Regions from separate parts of the Zea mays genome. Here all the other regions are linked to region 1. Evidence: chromatin contacts called from public Hi-C data. All regions are on one chromosome and are shown on one strand. Each heading gives the region's core, a stretch centred on a gene start, on an enhancer-like site or on the middle of the called end of the contact. The rest is flanking DNA. Distances are from core to core; before and after follow the strand shown.

Region 1 (3,537 bases), core at 293-2,792:
AGCTGATGGTCATGAAACTAATTTTGAGAAAAATACAAGAAACAGTACCATCCACAGGGGAAGTAGTCGATGGCGACAACGACGGTGTTGCTGCACGGATGGAGGCGGGAGCAGGAGTAGGACGTAGTGCCGCGGGAGAGACGAGGGAGCACCGAACCTGCGGTGGAAGAGACCCGGCCACCTGCTCGCGAGTTTCCATTAGAGGGTTGTTGGGTGCTTGGCGAGTTGGCGGCGAACTCGGTGCAGCGGCTTGCGCTTGGCGAGTTAGTGGCGAACTCGGGTGGCGCTTGGCGGCTGGCGAGTTGCGGAGTTGCGGCTGGCGAACTCGGGTATGCCACTCGGTGCGGCTGGCGAGTTGCTGGCGCGTGGGCGGCTGGCGAAGTGGCGACCGACGAAGTGGCGACTGGCGAATCTAGGGTTAAGTTTTCGGCCGTCGTCCGCTGGCGGCTGGCAGCTGGCGCGCGCACTACTGCCTGGCTGCCTACGCTGTGCGGTGGTACCGCGGTAATATGTAAGGGAACAATAGGGTAAGGGATTTAGGGTTAGCCGTTGTATGGGCCCGTGGGTCGTCTGCGCTGCGGCGTCTGTCGTCTGGGCCGTTTGGGCGCTGGGCGCTGGCGAGTGGCTGGGCTGCCTGGTAGTGGACAGTGGACACTGGACACCAGTACACTACTGGACCGTCTCTAGAGTCTGGACTAGTGGTAATCGGGCCATAAATGGACCGGGCCGGGTCGTGCTGGGCTTTTTGGGCCGAACGGGCCAACCAGTAGGCTAAATGGGTCGTCGCTAATCGTGTCGTGCTCATGCTGCCCAACGGGCTTGTCTCTAAGCCCAAGCACGACCCATGATGAGCCTCGTGCCGGCCCGGGCACTATAATATCGTGCCGTGCCGTGCTCGTGTCGTGCCAAAATAGTCGTGTTTCGTGTTAGCCCATATAGCCCGGCCCGTTTGGCCACCTATACTTCACACTGGATTAGATCACTAAGTCGTAAATTCCATGCATAACTTGTTCTCATTAGTTAAGATATGATATGAATGCTTATGTGACTAACCTTGATAAGCTATGTGCACTCAAGGTCAAGCTAGGTACATTATCAAGAAGGCGTTCACCAACGATGATGTATCAACAAAAGTTGAAGCCAACAATAAGTCCCTAAAAACAACCATGGACGAAAGGCACTTGGCTACAACCTATCTAAGCATATAACTAATCTTAGACACAAAAGTGTGACAAAATGTGACAAATTAGAGCGAACCAAACATACCTTCTTCTCCTCGAGAAAAAATTGTACAAAGTCCTGCTCGCTCTTCATCTGTGTTTCCTGTTGATGGAAATGCGGGTGCAGTGGCGCGCTCTAGATCCTTGTCCTCTGGTCTCCGGATGCGCAACGTTTACTCGCAAGCACGGACTGGGACCGCGCCAGCCAAGCGTGTGCAGGTCGCTGTCTGCTGCCATAGCTTGCCCCGTCTGCCTGCGCGGATGAAGCTAGGCGTAGGCAGTAGGCACCTCGCCTAGTCTCCTGTAAACACCCGCCCGCTAGTGCCAACCGCCAACCACCTCCAATTACTTCACAGCAGCGCGGCGCCGAGAAGATGGCTTCCCCCTCGTACAGGCTTGCGGCGGCGATCACGGCCCCCTCGACCGGCGAGTTCCTCGTCGTCCGGCAGCCGCGCCCGCCATCCCCACCCGAGGAGGAAGAGGATTACCGGCGCTTCGTCGACAGCGATCTCTACGACCTCCCGTCCGCGCCCCTCGGGCCACTCGAGGGGGCACCCCGGTCGGAGGTGGCCATCGGCGGCGCGGACTCTGTCGCCAGCCGCCTCGACCTCTCGCGCCTCGACGTGTCCGCCGCCCTTGATCAGGTGATCTACCCATTAGCCGAGTTACCGAGTTAATTTTCGCGCTCTGTTGCAGTTGGTACCCGTGGCTACAGTTGGTTAGCAACAGCAAACTAGTTCTCACAGTGGCGCCTCGATTTCGACCTGTAATTTTTGGTAGGGTATCTGTGGTCTGTCGCAGGCTCGCAGCTCAATTTTGCAAACTTTGTTCTAAACGATGGCTCTCGTAGATTTTTCACCAATTTGGCTTGCCGGCTGGGATGAGTGGGGAGTGGAGGCTCCTGAAGTATGTGGAGGAAGCAGAATTTGGCCCGGATGCTGGCATTAACACGGTGTACATTGTCGGATCTCTTGAGTTGAGATTGGATGATCTGCCAGGTCAGATGCTTAATGTTTGAATGTTTCTCAACCGGGAATTGCTTGACCATCATGCGTTGCCCATGGCAGAGTCATGTAAATGGATGTCCAAGGAGTGTGCATTGAGGTTGCTTTCGGAAGCGAAACCAGGTAATGATCGCATAGGACAGTATGCATATATTGGACTTCTGAATTCGGAGCTGTCATCAAACTGCACAGCTTCTCCTGCATTGCCCTTCCAGGTATCACCTCCCCTCCCCCCCTCTTCAGTTCATGCCATATAGTGATAGTTTCCCAGTCCTGAAATGCATTGCTCAATAGGAATACCCACCTGGAATAACACTTGTACCTATGAAGAGTAGGACACTAGCGCCATTCCGTACAACTAATCTTGTGGTAGTAAGATCAACCAATGGTGCTGGTGGATCTACATGTTCTGATTTTTTTGCTTCGGGGGAAGCTCTGCTTATAGATCCCGGATGCAGCTCTCAGGTTCATGCAGAGGTAAGAGAAAATTTCATTAGATTGTGTTCTTTAGAAAAAAAATAATGTGCATACATGATACATGTAAGTATCTTTAACATCACTGTATTATGAAGTGCATTTCCCACCTTAGATTTGCTTGTTTTAATTGGATTGTAGAATTTCAGAAGTGTCTTCCCCTTATTTATTTGCTGCAGTTCCTTCATGCTAGACCTATATTACTGAGTACTGACAGTCTTCTTCATGTGCCCTTATTTCCTTGAGGCCTCAAGATTTGCCCGTATCTTTATGAGGAAAGGATTGATGCCTGATTATTTCTGTATATCAGAGCACAGTAGAAGCAGCAAAAAAATGCAAACCAAAATGTTCCAACTGTTTCTGTAGAATAACACTGTATGGACACCTGCAGACACCATGGAGTGTTTATTAGAATGCTTACTCTGAGTAGAAGCTGTCCTTTTGCATGTACTAGTTCTTCCATTATACTGACTAATTACATTCTTATCATATTCAGCTTGCAGATCTCATTGATTCCCTTCCAAAAAGGTTATTAGTTCTTGTTACACATCATCATCAGGATCACATTGAGGGTACGATGAAAAATATTTATTTAACATTTTGTTTTCTCTTTAATATTCCAATTTTGTTCTAGTTAAGACCATATTCAGGAGTGTCAAATCAAGATGGTGAAATGCAATCATGCTATAGTACCTGCTATAGTCAATTACTGTCAGGTCTATCTATGCTATGCACCATAAACAAATCGAATCCATTTGGTTCAAAACTGTAGGTCTTTCAGTCGTTCAGAGATGCAATCCTAATGCTGTTCTTCTGACACACCAAAGTACAATGGATCG
Region 2 (3,537 bases), core at 472-2,971, 190 kb after region 1:
GAGAGGGATGCGCTTCCTTGCTTCACACATGTGCACATTTCCCCAATTGAATAAGGCCAAAGCAGCAACCTCCTGAAATTTAGAAGCAGCCAACTCAAAAAGGACCTGAGCCTCCATGCTTGTCACAGTTTCCTCGAGAGCCTCGGAGCACAGCTCCATGCCCAACTCATGCAGGTCTAAATGTGCATCTGCATCAATCCCAACCTGGTTCCGGAACAAATCTGCAAACTGAAGCAACCAATCATCAATCTCAGCTTCCTTGCACTCGGCATGGCCACAATCATTCTTCCCTGTCTCCACACTTTGATCAGCAGATCTGTTCTCAACATCTTGCTTCACCACCTCTGCGTCGGTTACCACTGCTAAAGCATGTAAAGTGCTATCTTCACCATTGATCAACAATTCCTCATCCTCCTCCAACTTCTCTTCTTCCAATGGCAAAGTTGGTTCCTGTTCTGGGCTAACTTCAACAAGGTGCAGCCTCAACACCGGGAGCTTATTGTCATCCTCCCTCCCATTTTCTACAACCTCGTGGCCAACTTTATCAATGAATAATTCAGCTAACCGGAGCTCTTCTGTTGATGTGATGGTAACTAGATCACCATCAGCATCCTTATATTTAATCAACACTGCCTTGGATGATGGGAACCTCTTAGCTACAAACTCACGAAGTGTTCGGAAGCTGCATTTCTCTGGAACCTGCCCAAGCCTAATGTCGTGGTCATACACCAGCTTGAGAGGCCTCCATCTCGTCACAACCTTTTTATTTATAAGTGGTGCCGCTCTTTCCGGTAGCAAAGAGGCAACTGGAGGCGTCATGGCCTTCTCGGAGCTATCTGCAGCCAAAGGCTTGGTTGAAGATGGCGGAGAATTGGAGAAAGGCACCAGCTTGGGCAACGGTGGCGGGTTAGATTTTGGAATCACTGCGAGATTTGGCTGCAAGTTAGCAGGAGAGGCTGGTGGTGGTTGTTTCTTAGGGAATGAGCGAGCGGGGAGGGAATGGCCAAGTCCGGCGACAACGGCGGAGGCACCAAGGGCAGCGGGGGAGGGCCGGCTGGTGGGCTCGGGTGCCGAGGAAGCGGAGGCAGCAGAGGATGCGTTGACACGGGAGCGTAGTCGGTAGGAGAGGTCGATGGCTTCGCGGTGGTCAGGGTCGAGCGCAAGGAGCGCCAGCGCGTCGGCGAGGGCGAGCTCGTGGCGGCCGAGCGCCTCGAGCGCGCGGGCGCGGCGGAGGAGAGCGCGCGGAAAGCGTGGCTCGGCCTGGAGCGCGAGGGAGCACTCCTGCGCGACGGCCTCGTGGTCTACGGGGCGGAGCTGGAGGAGGCATGCCGCGCGATTGCTGTGGAAGACGGCGCGGTCGGGATGGCCGCGCGGGGCGAGGCGGAGCGCCAGCTCGTATTGGCGCAGCGCCCCGGCGTAGTCGCGCGACTGAAACAGGCGGTTGCCCTCCTCCTTGAGCTCGTGTGCGCGGCGCAAGAGGACGCCCGCGTCCACCACCTGGTGGGGCGCCGCACCGTTCGCCGCGGGTAAAGAAGACGAGGACGGCGTTGCCTTCAGCTCAACCGAGGCGGGCGGCGGCTTTGCGGCGGCGGCGGCGGCGGCGGTGGCCGGCTTCTTCTTTTTTGCGCCGGACTTGCCCATGGGGATAAGTCGAGGAGGAAGGTTCGGGAAACGAGCCGAGTGATGACTTGCACTGCAGTCTGGGCGTCTGGCTTCCCCGTAGTGGTAAGAGCAAACCCTAAGGTAATAAAAGGCCGGCCTGTTTAAATCCTTAAATTGGACCGAATTTGATGGGCCTTTTCGCTTTAGCTTTACCTACTGAGATGGTTTGCTGGTTGCTGCACTAGCGGCCGCAGCTCTGCTGCAAATCTGCAGCAAGCTCAACAGAACAAGCTCGATACGGACACGATTTGTTTCAGCATAAGGGCACGTTCATTTATCCGGGATTGAACCAGGATTCATTCCAATTTATTAAAACTTATTATATAAATTAAAAAAACAATTCGGCTAAAAATTATTTCGGGCCTCCAATCCGTGAAAACGAATAGGGTCTAAAATCCAGATTCTGTTATCAAAAGTTATTATAGACCGTTAAATGTCTAGTTTTTCAGTCCATTTTTATAACAATTACTTTGGTGAAAATAATCCAAATCAATGTGAACGCATAATCGACCGAGCTAACATGATAGAAGGATTTTTTGTTACTTCATATATCCTAAACCCTATAAACATCATCATCTTTTCCCCGCACGTAAATTCTATGATACCTAGATTTTTCTCACGAGTAAATTCTTAAATAAGCTCATCAGAAAAAAGTTAAACCAAACAATGAGTATTCCATGATCAGATTTTCTTGGGACAGTGTCCGTCGTCAGATATATTTTTGCTATGAGGAATGAAAAGCTTAGAGGATGTTTGATTCCACCAAACAAAAGTTTAGTTCATATTACATTGAATGTTTTAATGATAATTACGAGAATTAAATATAGTTTAATTATAAAGATAGTTACACAGATGAAGATAAAGACTAAAAGACGAGATGAACTTATTAAACCTAACTAAGTCTATATTTATGGTCTGTTTGGGAGGGCTTCACTTTAAGAATTTTAGCTTCGATTTTCTAGCTTCATCATAAAACAATTTCAACAAAATGTTGAGCTAGATTCGAGGAGTTTCTGGCTTGCACATAAACTCCAACTTATGTAATTGTCGGGGACCATAATTAGGGGTACCCTCAAGGCTCCTAATTCTCAGCTAAGAACCCCATCAGCATAAAGCTGCAAAGGCCTGATAGGTGCGATTAAGTCAGGGATCAGTCCATTCGAGGGACTCGATCACGCCTCGCCCGAGCCTAGCCTCGGAAAAGGGCAGCCGACCCCGGAGGATCTCCGTCTCGCCCGAGGCCCCCCTCCAGCGGCGAACATATTTCCGGCTCGCCCGAGGCCCTGCCTTCGCCAAGAACCAACCCTGGCCAAATCGCCGCACTGACCGACCAAATCGCAGGAGCATTTAATGCAAAGGCAGCCTGACGCCTTTATCCTGACACGCGCCCCCCAGCCGATAGAGCCGAAGTGACCGCCGTCACTTCGCCGCTCCACTGACCGGCCTGACAGAAAGACAGCGCCGCCTGCGCCGCTCCGACTGCGGTGCCACTTGACAGAGTGAGGCTGACAGGCAGTCAGGCACGGCCGGAGGCACCATAGGAAGCTCCGCTTCGCCCGACCCAGGGCTCGGACTTGGGCTCAGCCCCAGAAGACGACGAACTCTGCTCCGCCCGACCCAGGGCTCGGACTCGGGCTAAGCCCCAGAAGACGACGAACTCCGCTCCGCCCGACCCAGGGCTCGGACTCGGGCTAAGCCCCGGAAGACGGCGAACTCCGCTCCGCCCGACCCAGGGCTCGGACTCGGGCTAAACCCCGGAAGACGGCGAACTCCACTCCGCCCGACCCAGGGCTCGGACTTGGGCTCAGCCCCAGAAGACGACGAACTCCGCTCCGCCCGACCCCAGGGCTCGGACTCCGCCCTAGCCTCAGCCGA
Region 3 (3,537 bases), core at 438-2,937, 170 kb before region 1:
AATATTGTGAAATTTTACGGAGGCACAACATATGTCCATATATACCCATAAAAAATGTTTGGATCATAAGATCTATAAGATGACCACGTTTATTCTATTTCACTTTCACTTATTTGTATGAGTTACATATGAAATCACTGTAATTATATAAGTTCCAACATAATCAGTACTTTACTTTATCATTTTTATACGAGGACTTTAGTTATCTTCGTATAAAATGTTTATTAGTTTTTGTAACTTATTTGCATTTTTTGAGTGAAACTAGAATATTTTATGAATTTTTAATATTGTGATGTTGGTTACACAATATACTTGTGATTAGTAACTTTGAACTGCATGATGTCAATTTTATCGGTTTGGATCTATCATATACATGATTATGTATTGCTTAATTTATGTGTTTGTTGGATGGTTGGGCAATTAATATCATTGGGATGAACTACACGACAACTATCTGGTACCTACCCGAGTAGTATCTGTTATCTGTTTCTTACCCACCCGGATTATTACCCGGTTCCGTCCTGTATTTGTCCTGAATCTTAACTATCAGTATCTGATCCTATATCCGAGAGAAATACATTAGGGTAGGATACAGGATAACCCTATATCCGGTTGTATCTGTTCCGTTTTTATCCCTAGTCTCAATTGCTCTCTACTGGTAATCACAGCTGCTGACTGTAAGACTGTTGGTATACTATTTCGTGAGAGCTAGATGACACAGCAGTAACAGAAGCCGTTGTGAAACCCGGTAGCTGAATAAGCTGTGGCTCTGTTATTGTCTCCAGTGAATCATGCATATACTCACGTAGAATACTGTTTTAAATTATAGATTGTATAGTTCAATGAAGTAAAATTTAAAAAAACAAGATGGAATATAAGATAGGATGGGTAATCGAGACAGCCGAGTAGGTAATCTTCACCGTAGCTGAAAGTTCAACTCAGCTGCAGCGGCAGCGCTGTTATCCTTTGATCTGTTTGGTTCATGCCCTTAGCCAAATAGGAAATAGCTCCTGAATTTTATATTAGATTTTGTGTCAAAATCTCACACTATCAACGTAAGCTGATAATACGATCTGTACTGGATTCCAACGTCTCAGAATCCATGGAGATCCTGAACCACCGACGACTTTTCGCTGTTTGAAGGAGGAGACCGCATTTTGAACTTTGGACTGGGTTAGTTTGAGTTGAGCCGATAGAAATTCACGAAAGTTCACGAAAATATAGTCTCTCAACGTCTTACGAGTACTACAGAAATAATGAAATCTGGCTTCTTGAGTAGTAACATTTTTTATGTTTAATTAAACACATGAAAAAGTGAGAACATTTGTATGCGTACACAGCGACTGCGACGGCAGATTCCCAGATGCGTACCCCGATCCGATCTAGCTGAGAGAGTGAGAGCAACGAGAAAGCACTGCGAAACATTTGCTTGCCGAAGCCGCAAACTGCAACAGTGGCCCGGGTTGGGCAGGCTGCTGCTGGCATTGGACGCTGGGCAGGGAGAAGAGATTGTGCTGCGTGTGTGACACTGACTTGAGAAGGGTGTCGGCGACACGGCGTCGGTGGTGTGGATCCTGCTCCGGCCGAGGCAGACCGCCGGTCATGTTGGCCCTTGGCCCAGCCAGCGTCCGCATCACGGAGTCGCTTCGACGACCGCCGCTTTGACTAATCGATCCGCTCCTGCTCCTGCCTGCCAGCGGAGCAGGCGGACACGAGTGTCAGAGCGAGGAAAAGGACGCGCTAGCGTGTGTTGTCACCTGCACTGTCTCTTCTCCCTTTGCACTTTTTCTCAGCATCGCCTTCGCCTCCCTGTGGGCGGATCCGTCGGCCAACCAAACACAACTACACAAGGGAGGCCTAGAATTTAAAGTATGAGTATTTAAAATTTTAGTGAAGCATAATTTTTTATATAAATCCTAGTCTAGTTGTCTTAACACATATATAACTGATTATAGTATTACATAGAAGTGGTTTTATAGTATATAAAATATATAGCATATGTCGGAGAGGAAATCTCTCCGACCGGGTGGCGGATTGCACCCGCCATAAATCCTGAGAAAAGGAGGGGACTAAGCGTTTTGCTTGTTACGAGATTGATGGATGAACATACGAGAGCACGCGAGGGTTTAGAGTGGTTCGGGCCGCAGGAGCGTAATACCCTACTCTACAGTGTCTTGTATTGCTTGAGAGCTTGTATAAACTTGTGAGTGTCTAAGGGAGCCTAGGGTTGGATCTGTCCTGTGACGCTACATGCCTCCCCTTTTATAGCCGAAGGGGGCATGCACAAAGGTACTGAGCCCCGACATGTGGGCCCAGGGACATAGTGATTACAGTACTTGGAGACACAAACGTTTGCTACAGGTGCAATCTTCTAGTGCCCTGACACCCGAGATCTCCGTATCCTCGGTATGCAGGGGAGGCTTTTCGTAGAAGGGACGATGAGTATAGTGCGTTGCTCGGCATAGGCGTACTGTTTGTCAACAGACCGGTCAGGCGCGCCGCCTGCTGGATGACCCTGACATCGCCTGCCATCGGATTGGACAGGACGCATTAAATGCTGGGAGAGCACGTCGCCCGTTAGCGTGGTGGCAGGCGGCGCGTCCTTTCGGCAATAAATGCAGAGGCTGCACGGCTTTGTGGGCTTTGCGTCGGGCTTGGCCCGTTGGCTTATGTCGCAAGCCACGCGCCAATAGCGGGAAGCGTCGGGCTAGGCCAGGACACGTGCCAGCACCGGATCCCCCCTCATGCCAGGGTCCTTCCCGTCCCGGGACCTTGCTAATGCCCGGACCTCCCTTGGAGGGGGACTGGGGCCTCTCCAAGGGACCTGGCATGCCTTCTTGGGGGCTCTAGACTTGTACGTATAGGGGTCCGGTGTCCTTTTGTGGGGGTCCGGACCCAACGGTGAAGACTGGGATGCGCTACCTTTCCTGCCACGTGGTGCCCTTGGACCTGCCCGTGTGGTAGGGTTGGGCGTTATTCCCCACGTGGCCTTGAGGTGTTGTACGGATGCGGTGCTTTCATGCTGTAGGAGAAGGTACCCCTGATCAAGGGTACTGACAGTGGCCCCAGGCCCGCCTCAGGGGAGGATGCGAGCCTACAGGTGGGGCCAGAGTCTGATTGGCGATCTGTTTGCTGCTCTTGCGCTCCTGTTGGTGCAATTACTGTCGCCCCGCCTATGGCTACGCCAACTGTCACGCCCGTTCCCACGACTGACTGGCCCGTGACCTTTGTATTTAATATCACTGTTGAGCCATGCGCGGGGTGCCTCGAGTCGCTGCATCGGTTCTGAAAGCTTATCCTTTCAGTCTTTTACGACGGTTCCCGAGGGGGCGCGGCATTGGCGCAAGCGGCGGTGCGATTTTTCCGCACTCAGCAACCGGTGCGCCGGTTACATGACATGTGGGCCTGGGTCCACATGTTGAACCGCCGACTGGCGCGAAGCCAAGGGGGCGTACAACCACGGGGCGGTTGTTCGCTTTCTGCGTGGCGGTTTGCATTCTTGACCGCTGGTTTTGGCGAATATGGAGAGGCGCATAA

What was found. Hi-C and Micro-C count contacts between places; a contact is called where the count stands out from the background.
Region 2: a Hi-C map of tassel shows a contact between it and region 1, with 2.1 times the contacts expected there. The contact joins the promoter of LOC100191388 here to the promoter of LOC100191605 in region 1. A contact is called at or near these places in 2 of 25 Hi-C or Micro-C datasets (bundle sheath and tassel).
Region 3: a contact with region 1 is called in a Hi-C map of ear, with 2.6 times the contacts expected there. The contact joins the enhancer-like site here to the promoter of LOC100191605 in region 1. A contact is called at or near these places in 3 of 25 Hi-C or Micro-C datasets (ear, leaf and tassel).

What each region holds. Positions count from the first base shown.
Region 1 is chr3:21,795,584-21,799,120 of Zm-B73-REFERENCE-NAM-5.0, reverse strand. LOC100191605 reads left to right here and starts at 1,542. Exons shown (of 12, transcript NM_001137034.1): 1 at 1,542-1,864; 2 at 2,071-2,218; 3 at 2,288-2,439; 4 at 2,519-2,701; 5 at 3,195-3,270; 6 at 3,471-3,537. The coding sequence starts at 1,595.
Region 2 is chr3:21,606,673-21,610,209 of Zm-B73-REFERENCE-NAM-5.0, reverse strand. It overlaps LOC100191388, which reads right to left and starts at 1,721. Exons shown (of 1, transcript NM_001136822.2): 1 at 1-1,721. The coding sequence starts at 1,641.
Region 3 is chr3:21,968,436-21,971,972 of Zm-B73-REFERENCE-NAM-5.0, reverse strand. No RefSeq gene overlaps it. Among protein-coding and RNA genes, the nearest start is that of LOC103649831, 11 kb to the left of the region's middle. Within about 2 kb of position 1,687, at least 19 of the 20 cell types and tissues checked have an H3K27ac peak or open chromatin away from gene starts, as enhancers often do. A contact at or near this core is called in ear, leaf and tassel, where this site is marked.